2 separate regions of the Arachis hypogaea genome follow, and region 2 is linked to region 1. Evidence: chromatin contacts called from public Hi-C data. All regions are on one chromosome and are shown on one strand. Each heading gives the region's core, a stretch centred on a gene start, on an enhancer-like site or on the middle of the called end of the contact. The rest is flanking DNA. Distances are from core to core; before and after follow the strand shown. Region 1 holds the start of LOC112702267 (inositol diphosphatase DSP4). Region 2 has its middle 28 kb from the start of LOC112702269.

Region 1 (5,393 bases), core at 1,091-3,590:
GCATTTTTCAACTATCCAGCTTGCGTTTCTTAATACAACTTAACCACGTTTATGTGATAGTATATATAATTTCAATGAAAATTAGTATCATAAACAAAACCATAAGAATGCCATATTTATTTGCTTTTTTTTTTTATATATAGTTCATAACCTCGTATTAGTAATTTAATAGTATACAAATCAATTTATTGGCATATATATTTTAAAATTATAATTTTTATGTTATTTTAAAAGACTATATTTTATATTAATTTTTTAATATTAAAAGTTTTAATAATAATTCTTTAAATATTAATAAACCAAAATTTTTAACATAAATATCAATAAACTAATATGTTTTCTACTATTTCAGTTTTGTTGACTGTTCCAACTAAATTACAATAAAAGTTTTTCTTTTTCTATTTTGCAGATAGTGGCTACAAAATTAGGTGGTGGCTGCAAAATTTAAGAATAATACATAAAATAATAAATATTTGTATTTTTATGTAAAGTAGTAAATATATAATTTTTTTATTTATTTAAAAAGAAGGCAACTATGACACCTATTTTTTTAAAAAAGAAAAATGTAAAAACGTAATTTACACGAATGGGCAAAGGGAATCTAAATTTTCCCCACGCGCCGCAATTTTATATAAAATTAATAAATTAAAATAATAATGATGATACGATGAAACATGAAAGTAGAGAGTGAAGATGTGTTAAAAGCTTTTTCATGTGCTGAGGTCAGGGGCGTGTGTGGTCCTTAATTTTTGCTTCCTTTCCTTCTCCAATTTGCTATGTCAAAACCCTTTGCTTCTACAATTCATTGTTTCTTAATCACTAATACAACCATTTATAAATAAAAACTACCATTAAGTAAAGCTAATTATATGTAAATCACACACTCAATAGCACTATTACATCATCTACATAGAAAAAGGGTTATGATATATAGAATTTTGATTGCCCCCGGTTTCAAAAGTTTTTTTTACCTTTTAAAAAAAATTTAATTTTAATTATATCAATGTAAAATTATTTTATATGTATATTCAATCACATAATGTTATATTAGCAAAAATAATTATCTTTTGTATTAACTGCATAAATAATCATCTAAAAAAACAATTATAATTACATAACTATAATATATTACACTGTCAGTGCATCAAAATTAAACTCTTAAAAAAAATACTTTCCATCCATATTATATTGGGTTGTCTAGGTTAGTATGTCAACTCTATTTTTTTTTCATATATCAAAAGATGACATAATAATAAATTGTACGTAGTTTAGGCAATTAATTTGATATTGGCAAAATGACATGAAAAATTATTTTGTTTTGATGAAATCACTTGATTCTATTTTATTAGAAATTTGACTATATTAATTCAATTAATTTTAATCAAATTTTTTAAAAAATATACGAGTTCTTTTATTTTTTATTTTAAACTTGAATCTAAGACTATACAATTAAGATAATGAGGCAACTATATAATCTTAAAAAAAATGCAAAAAATTAGTTAGAATAATCGATCATATATTAATTAAGATTAATCATCCAATAATTAATAAGGTTAAATATTACTTAGCTTGTCCCACAATATAAAATAAATTTTTTCTATCACTCAACCTTTTCTTGATATGCATTTTTCTTTTTGGGAAGTCATTAAAAAAAATGAACCTCATTTTAAATTCTATTGAGTGACATTTAATGGAAAATGTATTTAATTTCCATAATTAATGTTGATTTGATTTGATAAATGACACTGTACTGTTAGAAAAGCTTAACATCTCAACTTATGGTATTCATAATAAGAATAAATTAGCTATTCTCATAAAGATATTTTTTGAAAATATAATAATTATTAGATGATTTAATTTAATTAATTATATTATATACACATTAAAATTAATTATTAAATAAATTATTTATATAAAATATATATTAAAAATAAATTAAATAAATTTATATTTTTATATATAAATAATATATAATAACTAATTTTTTATATATATTATATTTAATATTTTTATAATTTCACGTTTAGTCCATACATATATATATATATATATATATATATATATATATATATATATATATATATATATAAAATTAGTTTTGGGTAAAATACATTGCACAAACCGCCGTCCGAAGACCGTTTTTTGGTCGTTATCCAATATTTTTAAGCTAAATACATCTACAAGAAACTAATTAAAAGGAACAAATTACATTTTATTAACAAGTATAACTTAATTCAGTTTTAGTTTAGTAATAATCAACCAATTGATAAAAAAAAAAAAAAAAGCTAAGGCAGACATGATCTGATGATCACATCATTATTTTCAAAAGAAAAATAGCATTTGGCTTATGACTAAGCCAAACGGTGTGCTATATGCTCTAATTTAATTTCTCTCTTTCTCTCTTTTCCAATTCTCATCTCTCTCTCAATGTCTGTTTATATAAAGGCCTCTCTCTTTCACTTCTCTCATATCATATCATATGGTCTACCACTTTAACTAACCCCACCCCACTTCCATTCTCTCAACAAAGTTATAAACTTTCTTCACCAAAGTTTGTTTCTTTCTTCTCAACTGTCAAAAAAAGCATTCATTGAGAGTTAGAGAGAGGCAGTAACATATACAAGAAATTTAAAAGAAGCAGCCCATAAGGAATATCCTCTTTGATCCCTTCACTTTATTTTTATATTACTCACTTATTTGTTTCCTTTCCTTTATTTTGATTATCCCACAACAAAACAAACACCACCATCTTGTGTTTTTCTGAGTTTCCAACTTTGATATGCAAGTAGCAGAACTCCAACAAAACCTGGTTCAACACCAACACAAAGAGAACAAGATCATGTGCAAGAAGATCCAGCTAAGTGTCTCTGACACTGAACTCCATAATCACCATCATAATTCATGTGGTTGTGATGTTGATGGGTGCCACAAGGTTGAGGGTGAGGATCTATTCATTCCACCCCTCAATTTTGCAATGGTTGATAATGGCATTTTCAGGTCTGGTTTCCCTGAACCTGCTAACTTCTCTTTCCTTCAGACCCTTGCTCTCCGCTCTATCATGTATGTATATGATACCCTTTTGGCCTCATTTTCATCCACCCAATTCTTCGATTCTTCTAACTTCTTATTCTTTCTTTGATTAATTGCTTCTTTTAGATATCTATGTCCTGAGCCATATCCAGAGGCTAACATGGAGTTCCTCAAGTCAAATGGGATCAAGCTTTATCAATTTGGAATTGAGGGTCATAAGGTATCTATCTATCTATCTGTGAACTTTTGTATTATTAATTAGGAGATGATTTGGTTTTGTTATTTTTTCATTTTGGGTGGTTTCTCTGTTGGGTCTAATAGTATTTTGTGTTGAATGTGTTTGGTTTCTATGTCTTACTGAAAGATTTGCACAACCATCTAAGATAACAATGATACTGTTAGAGATATAATCATTTATAAGTCTTTTTTTATTAGTTTAGTTTTGAGAAAAATGATATCATAATATAATATTAAAATTTTTATAATTAAAAGAATTAGGATTCAATTTTTGTATTGTTAAACTAAAAAAAATTATCATAAGATAAAAAAAAAGAAATCTATATAAAAATGCAAACAAATTTAAAAGAGATTATTATTTAAAAAAATGTGTCCACTCATGTATCTTCTTCTATCAGCATAAATTTCAAAAAAAATATTTTATTGTATATATCTAATCCAATTGAAATGAATTGTGTCTCATCTATTTGTTATGTTTTGGAAGGTTTTATTCAAGTTGGTGTGGATAATTAATTAGTGGCCTATTGAATGAAATGGGACCATTAATTATTACATCAGTAACTTGTGGAGTAGTCTGCTTTTCTTTAAGAAATGTTTGAATTAAATGATTTTTTTTTTTTACATAGCAGTGCAAAATTAAAAGGAGAGAAAAAGGGGGGATATTGTAACTTGTAAAGTTGGTTATTGTCATTATTTTTCTTCTTTTTCCAGTGATAGAGTCATTTAACCTAAACAAATACATGATTTAGGAAAAAATATTTGATATTACTAATTTATATAGTTGACTCCGCGTAATAAGATAAGACTTAATTGTTCTGTTTTAAAATCTTTTGATAAAATATTCTAACTTTATGATTAAACAAATTTTACAGTCTTCTGATATTACTTTAAAATGTCGCAACTTTTAACGGTGCATAACAAAATCTTAAGAGAACTATACTATTACATCTTTTTGGGTATCATTATTATGTTGTCATATCAATAATATTTTTTGGTCATGCTATTGCTACTGATTATTACATCCATTCTTTTTCAATTTTGAAGCATATATTTCTTCTGTTTTAAAATAAAAAGAGTTCTCTTCAATATTGGCCCTTATGTGCAGAGAGAAAGTATACCAACTTTAGAATATGAAAATATCATGCTTGATGGGAATCCTAGCTGGCATATCAAGTCTTTTCCTTATTTTTCTTTTCTTATCTAAAATGATCACAATCATTATTTGATCTTGTGAATATATAATTAATGGATTGGTGGATAAGCATATATTATACTTATTGTCTGTTTAATGGGATGTCAAAAAATCTATTCAGTCCATGAAGCACTAATTTTCCCTCTGATCATAATGCAAGTACAGATAGAGAAAGGGGAAAGGAATTAATAACAGCACTGAATGTACACCACAATCATTTATCAACCCACCAAAAGACAATAAGAACAGACAACATTTAAGTATAAGGACATGGTTAAAAAAAAAAAATACAGAGAATATGTCACAATTCATTTTGGACATATAATTTATGTGTTACTTGAGGGAGATTCAAGCTAAATTACTTAACTCAAATGTTTAAATGGATAAGAGATGACACATAAATAATTATATATATTTAATATATTTTTTATGTAAATTTTTTTGGGATTTATGTGAATTTTATATAGATTTTTTTCTTTTTCTGTCTTAAAATCTTTTTTTTTCCTAGAGATCAACAAAAATAAAATTCTAATAATTTTGATTATAGAAATTTTGATATTACATCATAAAATCGTTTGTTTTAAGAACTTAAACAGATGAGAAGAGACAAATCCTCAAGTTTCAATTCTATAAACTTTGTTTTGGATACAAAATTATGGACTCAAATCTTCCTTCCATGTCAAGGAAACAGAATACTACTTTTTAGTCGTGTCTTTATCTAATAAGTTGAATTTAATTTTTGATGGACTTAATTTGTAGCAAACTCCTTATTTTAGTTGAAGACCTCATTGTCTAATTTTGGCATATCTTGAATATCTGTATATCCCTAAGTGGAAAACGAGGTAGTGAGATAGATGAATGAGAATTGATTTGATTAATAGTTTCTTTCTACTTCTGTTTTGTTATTGAAAATTAAAGTAGTATAGATAATGTG
Region 2 (5,393 bases), core at 2,069-4,568, 39 kb before region 1:
TAATTATAAGACTATAATTGATTCTGTGTTTTTATGTCATATATATAAAAAAAAGAACAATTTTACAAACGAAAAATGTTGGTTAAGATGTTAAAAGTTTATTGAAAATATTAGAGTGACAAAAAAAAAACAGTCAAAAGTTATTTTATTTAATATTTATTAATTTTAGTATGATTATGTTACGTGTACATTAAAATCAGTTATCAGTATAAAATATATTTTAAAATATAAATATATTAAAAATAAATTAAATTATATATGTATTTATACACAAATATATTAATAGTTAATTTTAATATACAAATAATATTTTTATTCTTTCTAATAATAATTAATAAAGACTAAATAAGATAAGTTTTATTATTTTTAGTATTTTTTTGTTACTAAATATTTCTAAAAGCCTATAACGTCATTATTAATTAATTAGCTCATGCAACAAAAAGATAATAATACTTTTATAAAAAACTAATAATTGTAATCATATATTACACATGTTTTGTAATCTTTAATGCTTTATGAAATTTATATGTTGACTTAAATATCGAAATCTTTTGTCTATCATATACTCTAATCCTTTTTAGTTTCAAACAAAAAATTAACAATTATTATTAATTGTTTGCCTCATGTTATGAGGCAAAAATATTACTGTCCACAAAACTTGAGATAATTGTCATGGTTACGTAATAATTATGTTATAGATCTGTCCTTGGTTGGCGTTCGAGCGTAGTTCCTGCTAGCTAGCTTGTTTTGAATTTCGGGTGTGTATATTAATATTATACATTAATAAAATACATTATTATTATTTATATGATACAGATCCACGCATGTTAGCACTGAACACTCTTGTCTTCCACGTGTACTTAACAGTACTATACAGTATACACTTATTTAATTTGCCTAAGATCACAAATAATGAAACTCACGATAATTGAATAGTGAAAACAATATAAGCAATCTGATCAAATTAAATGGCACATAATAAATTAATTAAAAAAAGACATAAATATTATATTTTTTGATAATATAATAAGACCAAAGCCAAAAAAAAAAAAATTACAAGGTCCTACACTCATAGTATGAGCATAAAAACTCCATGTAAATCAGTTCTATACAGATATTCCAATTCACTGAGGAATACATCTAAGAACAAGAAATTAGAAAAATATTTGAATGAGTATATTTTTAATATGCTTCTTCAAAATTTTTTTTGACTTTTTTATATGTTTGTTTGAATTTTTATATAGATTTTTTTTGTCTTTTTATTTTATGTAATTTTTTTTTTGAGATTCAATAAAGATTGAAATTTAGATTTTTTAATAATTAAAATACAATATCATAAATTACTTTTCTTAAAAATTTAAACTAATAAAGTGAAGTTCATAAATCGTTATATTTTTAATACTTCTAATAATTCAATAATAACTTTTAACCATTTAATAAAAAAATTGCTCTAGCATTTATCAAACATTCTAAATTGTGCTAATGAGCGAGTATATAATTTAAGGTGAATTCTATGATGCTTATAATATGGTGCCTAACTTTTGCCTAATTTACTTAATATGGTAAGTTTTAAATATTTAATAATTTTTTATTTTTATATTTTTAAAATTAAATATTAATTTTTAACCCTTTTAAAAAATTAGGCAAATATTTATAAGCACTGTAGCAATCATCATAATTTAATTGCCTAGTTGTTGTGTTAACCAAACATTTTGAATTCTAAATTTTGAGTATGTAGTTGTTTCTAAAAAATAAATTTGCCGCCACCAAATAATTAATTTTGGTTGACTCAGAAGATTGTCCTTGTAGTAATAATACCTAGGATGCATATGGTTTAATTTTTAATTAATCTTTTCAGAAGATAAACAAAAACGTAAGACATTCTTATATAATTTATAAAATAATAATCTTATTCATTAATTTGAAAGGTAATAAAAATAAATAAATAGAGAAAAAAAATAAAACTTCTGTTTAGACTTTTTTATTTAAATAAAATAAAGAAACTCCAAAATTACTTGATTTTTTTAAATTAATTTTAAAAACACGAATTTCCTATTATAATTAATATATAGATTGTTTTAGGACAGTGTGTATTAAATTACATATTAAACGTTACACCGTAAGACGATTTATGCCTGAAAATCTTTTAAAAAATAACATAAAACGTTTCAGGTTAATAAACTTGCCAAAATGAACATAAATCGTTGCAGGGTAAATGAGCTTACACGTTTTTACCCTAAAACACATTAGGATAGGACGATTTATGTGCATCCCACAACACACAGCAGCCTAGCACGATTATGTGCAATAAGCTAATGCACTATAAGATGTGACGATTTATACGTAGAATCAAACCCTAAATAGCTTCCCACGAATTACGTTTGGCAAAGAGAACCCTCATTAACGGCGAGAAAGGTTTTGGAGAGAAGGAAAGTTAGGGAAGAAGGTGGTCAACGACGGGGGAGGAAAAAGAATCGTTGGGGTCAACGGCGGAGCAAGGCACAACCAAGTGAGTGGCGGTGCACGCGGTGCAGCCAGAGGCGAAGAGCGGTGACGATAGTTGAGAATCGTGGTGGTGGAAGCGCCGGTGGGAGGCGGTGCAAGGCTATTCGCGGCGGGGCAAGGTAGGGCAGGGCGGGGGAACACCAGTTTCGGTGAATGATAACGAAAAATGAGGGAGACATGTACCGATTAAATGGTATCGCGCATGTTACGGGATTTGTCGACGAAGAGATTAATTGTTAAACTTATTTGTAATTTATATAGTTGATGACAGTAATATATTAAATTTTCTTAATGTAATTTCTTAATATATATCACATGAGAGTAGTTTGTAAGCGGTTTGAAATTGGCCATAGGTGTATTCATACAATAGAAATTTTTAATGATGAAGTTAAACAAGTCATCTGCTTTGTGAATTAATTGTTTGGTAATTTATTAGGTTTAAAATGCTTAGAAAACTTGAGGTTTTATTGTTGTAGGGTTATGAAGGATTTCACTTTTAATATATGTTTTTGTTGCTATTATGCGTTGTTGAGTTGCGACTGTATATTATTGTTTTATTAGCCAATTCGATGTGTTAGGAGCATTCATAGGCAACAGAAAATGATAATGCATGACCGTATAATGTTGTCATACCTAGATAGTATCCGATTACTACATGTTGCAAGGCCGAATGATTATTAGTTCAAGTTTGATGAGCCACTGATTAGTATATTTGTGGAGCGATGGCGTCTCGAAACCCACATGTTTTACATGCCTTTTAGGGAGTGCACGATAAATTTATAGGATGTGGCATATCAGTTCGGCCTCCCTATTGATGGATTTGCAGTTAGAAGATATCTCAGCAACTTTGAGCAGTTGATGGAATGGAAAAGCCTGCATGGGTGTGGTTTGAAGAATTGTTTGGTGAACTTCCAACCGACATTGTATGGATGAGTTCACCGTGTCATTTTCCTGGTTTTAAAACAAATTCAGAGTCATGTCAGCTAATGCATCAGAGGCCACGGTACAGGTTTATGTGCGTGGTTATATTATAATGTTGTTGTCCATAATGTTTCTCAAGGACAAGTTTGGTGCTAGCTAAAGTTCATTACGATGGCTTCTCTATGTTGCGGACTTCGACGGACTCGGCAAGTATAGTTGGGTTTTGGCCACTCTATCCTAGTTATACAGGTATCTCTGCAGAATTGCTAATCGGAATGTTAAGAATTTAGTTGGGCCACTAACATTTGCTGTAGTCTTGGAGTTTTTGGCGTTTTTCCATGGATTTACAAACACATCAATCTACTTTTTACTAGAGAATGTAACACTTTCATTTGTGTTTTCATCAATTTTTTCTCAATAATGAACTATAAAAACACATTCTTAGCCATCTCTTTCAAAATTCTCAATTCATATCTGGCTCGTTATACACCATACTCGTTTATTTATAAATTTATTGTCTTTATAAATCGTCTCAGAATTTTGAACTTTATCTATCTACATGTAAATCGTCACAAAATTTTAAACGTTAGCCTCTAACACATAAATTATCACATATTCTTAAAGTTTAAAATTGAATATAAATCGTTCTAAAGTATTGTGTGTTGAGAGAATAGCATAAATCATCACAAGGTGAGACGATTTACGTTTATTTTAAAAAGCTCATTATTATTCTAGGATAATTTATGAGTAACTATCGAAAAGATTTTTAAATATAAATTATACTAAGACATAAAATTTAATATATAATCTAAAACACATAAAGTTTTTGAACGATTTATATATTAATAAAAATAAAAAATTCATGTTTTAAAAACTGTTTTAGAAAAATCAGATAATTTAAAATCTTTTTATTTTATTTAAATACAAAAACCTTCCACTTAAGATAATTATTAGTGGAATACTAAATGCATTGGCTATCATCTTGGAATTCTCTTCCTTCTGCTACCCTAATTGTATTCTGACACATCAATGTGCCTATTATACAGAGGGGGTTGGTCTAATTTGACCCAATAATTAAAGGCTATTATATATATAATTAATACTTGAAAATAATTGTATATCAAACTAAGTGTAAAGTAATAATTAATGTCCTCCTAAGCAATAAGCAATGACTATGACTTTCACATACACTGACATACATATATAAATGAACCATTATTGGACCAATCAATAATAACTATATCATCAAGAAGCTAAGGCACATTCCATAAAGTTACTTCTAAGGCCATTGCTTGAACAATTTGGTTTATTAAATTTAAATATAGAATGCCCTACAAGGTTTAATTTATTGAGTAATGGCTTCAGATGATGAATGAGATGGAAACCGTCCTTTGTTTATGAACCAAGCAATTTGCGCACAATGAAAAGGGGACCAGCATAACCCAGACAACTGATACCATAATGTTGAACAAAATAAAAGAAAATTTGTTATTTATTTAGATATTATCAGCACCAAGAATCCAGGAATTTAAATTCAGACCTACTATTAGGGGTGCACAGACCCGGCCCGGCCCGAAGGCCCAGCCCGGCCCCGAACACTTTAGGGACTAATTTGGTGTGATTTCATCGGGTCTAGGATCGGGTACGGGTCTCAAAAATAGACCCGGTCATTATTTTGGGTCGGGTCCGGGCCATATCTCGGGTCACCCGAAGTTGGTCCGGTGGCCCGGTCATCATACACAATTAATATTTTGTGTTATTAGTGATAGATTATGACTATTCTTATGTGGAATTTAAGTATTGTAAACCTTAATATTTTGTATTATTAGTCATTATAAGACTATAAATTAATATTTTATGTTTAGAATGCATAAGACTTTAGACTAATACATAAGATTGTGTTATTTGTATTGATTTAAATATTTGGTATTATTAGACAATATTAGTATTGATTGTGGTTATGCTTT

What was found. Hi-C and Micro-C count contacts between places; a contact is called where the count stands out from the background.
Region 2: a Hi-C map of leaf shows a contact between it and region 1, with 2.0 times the contacts expected there. The contact joins the enhancer-like site here to the promoter of LOC112702267 in region 1. A contact is called at or near these places in 3 of 8 Hi-C or Micro-C datasets (leaf and an unstated tissue).

Annotation. Positions count from the first base shown.
Region 1 is chr7:6,917,001-6,922,393 of arahy.Tifrunner.gnm2.J5K5, reverse strand. It overlaps LOC112702267 (inositol diphosphatase DSP4), which reads left to right and starts at 2,340. Exons shown (of 6, transcript XM_025753237.3): 1 at 2,340-3,060; 2 at 3,157-3,250. The coding sequence starts at 2,780.
Region 2 is chr7:6,957,341-6,962,733 of arahy.Tifrunner.gnm2.J5K5, reverse strand. No RefSeq gene overlaps it. Among protein-coding and RNA genes, the nearest start is that of LOC112702269, 28 kb to the left of the region's middle. Within about 2 kb of position 3,318, at least 1 of the 3 cell types and tissues checked has open chromatin away from gene starts, as enhancers often do.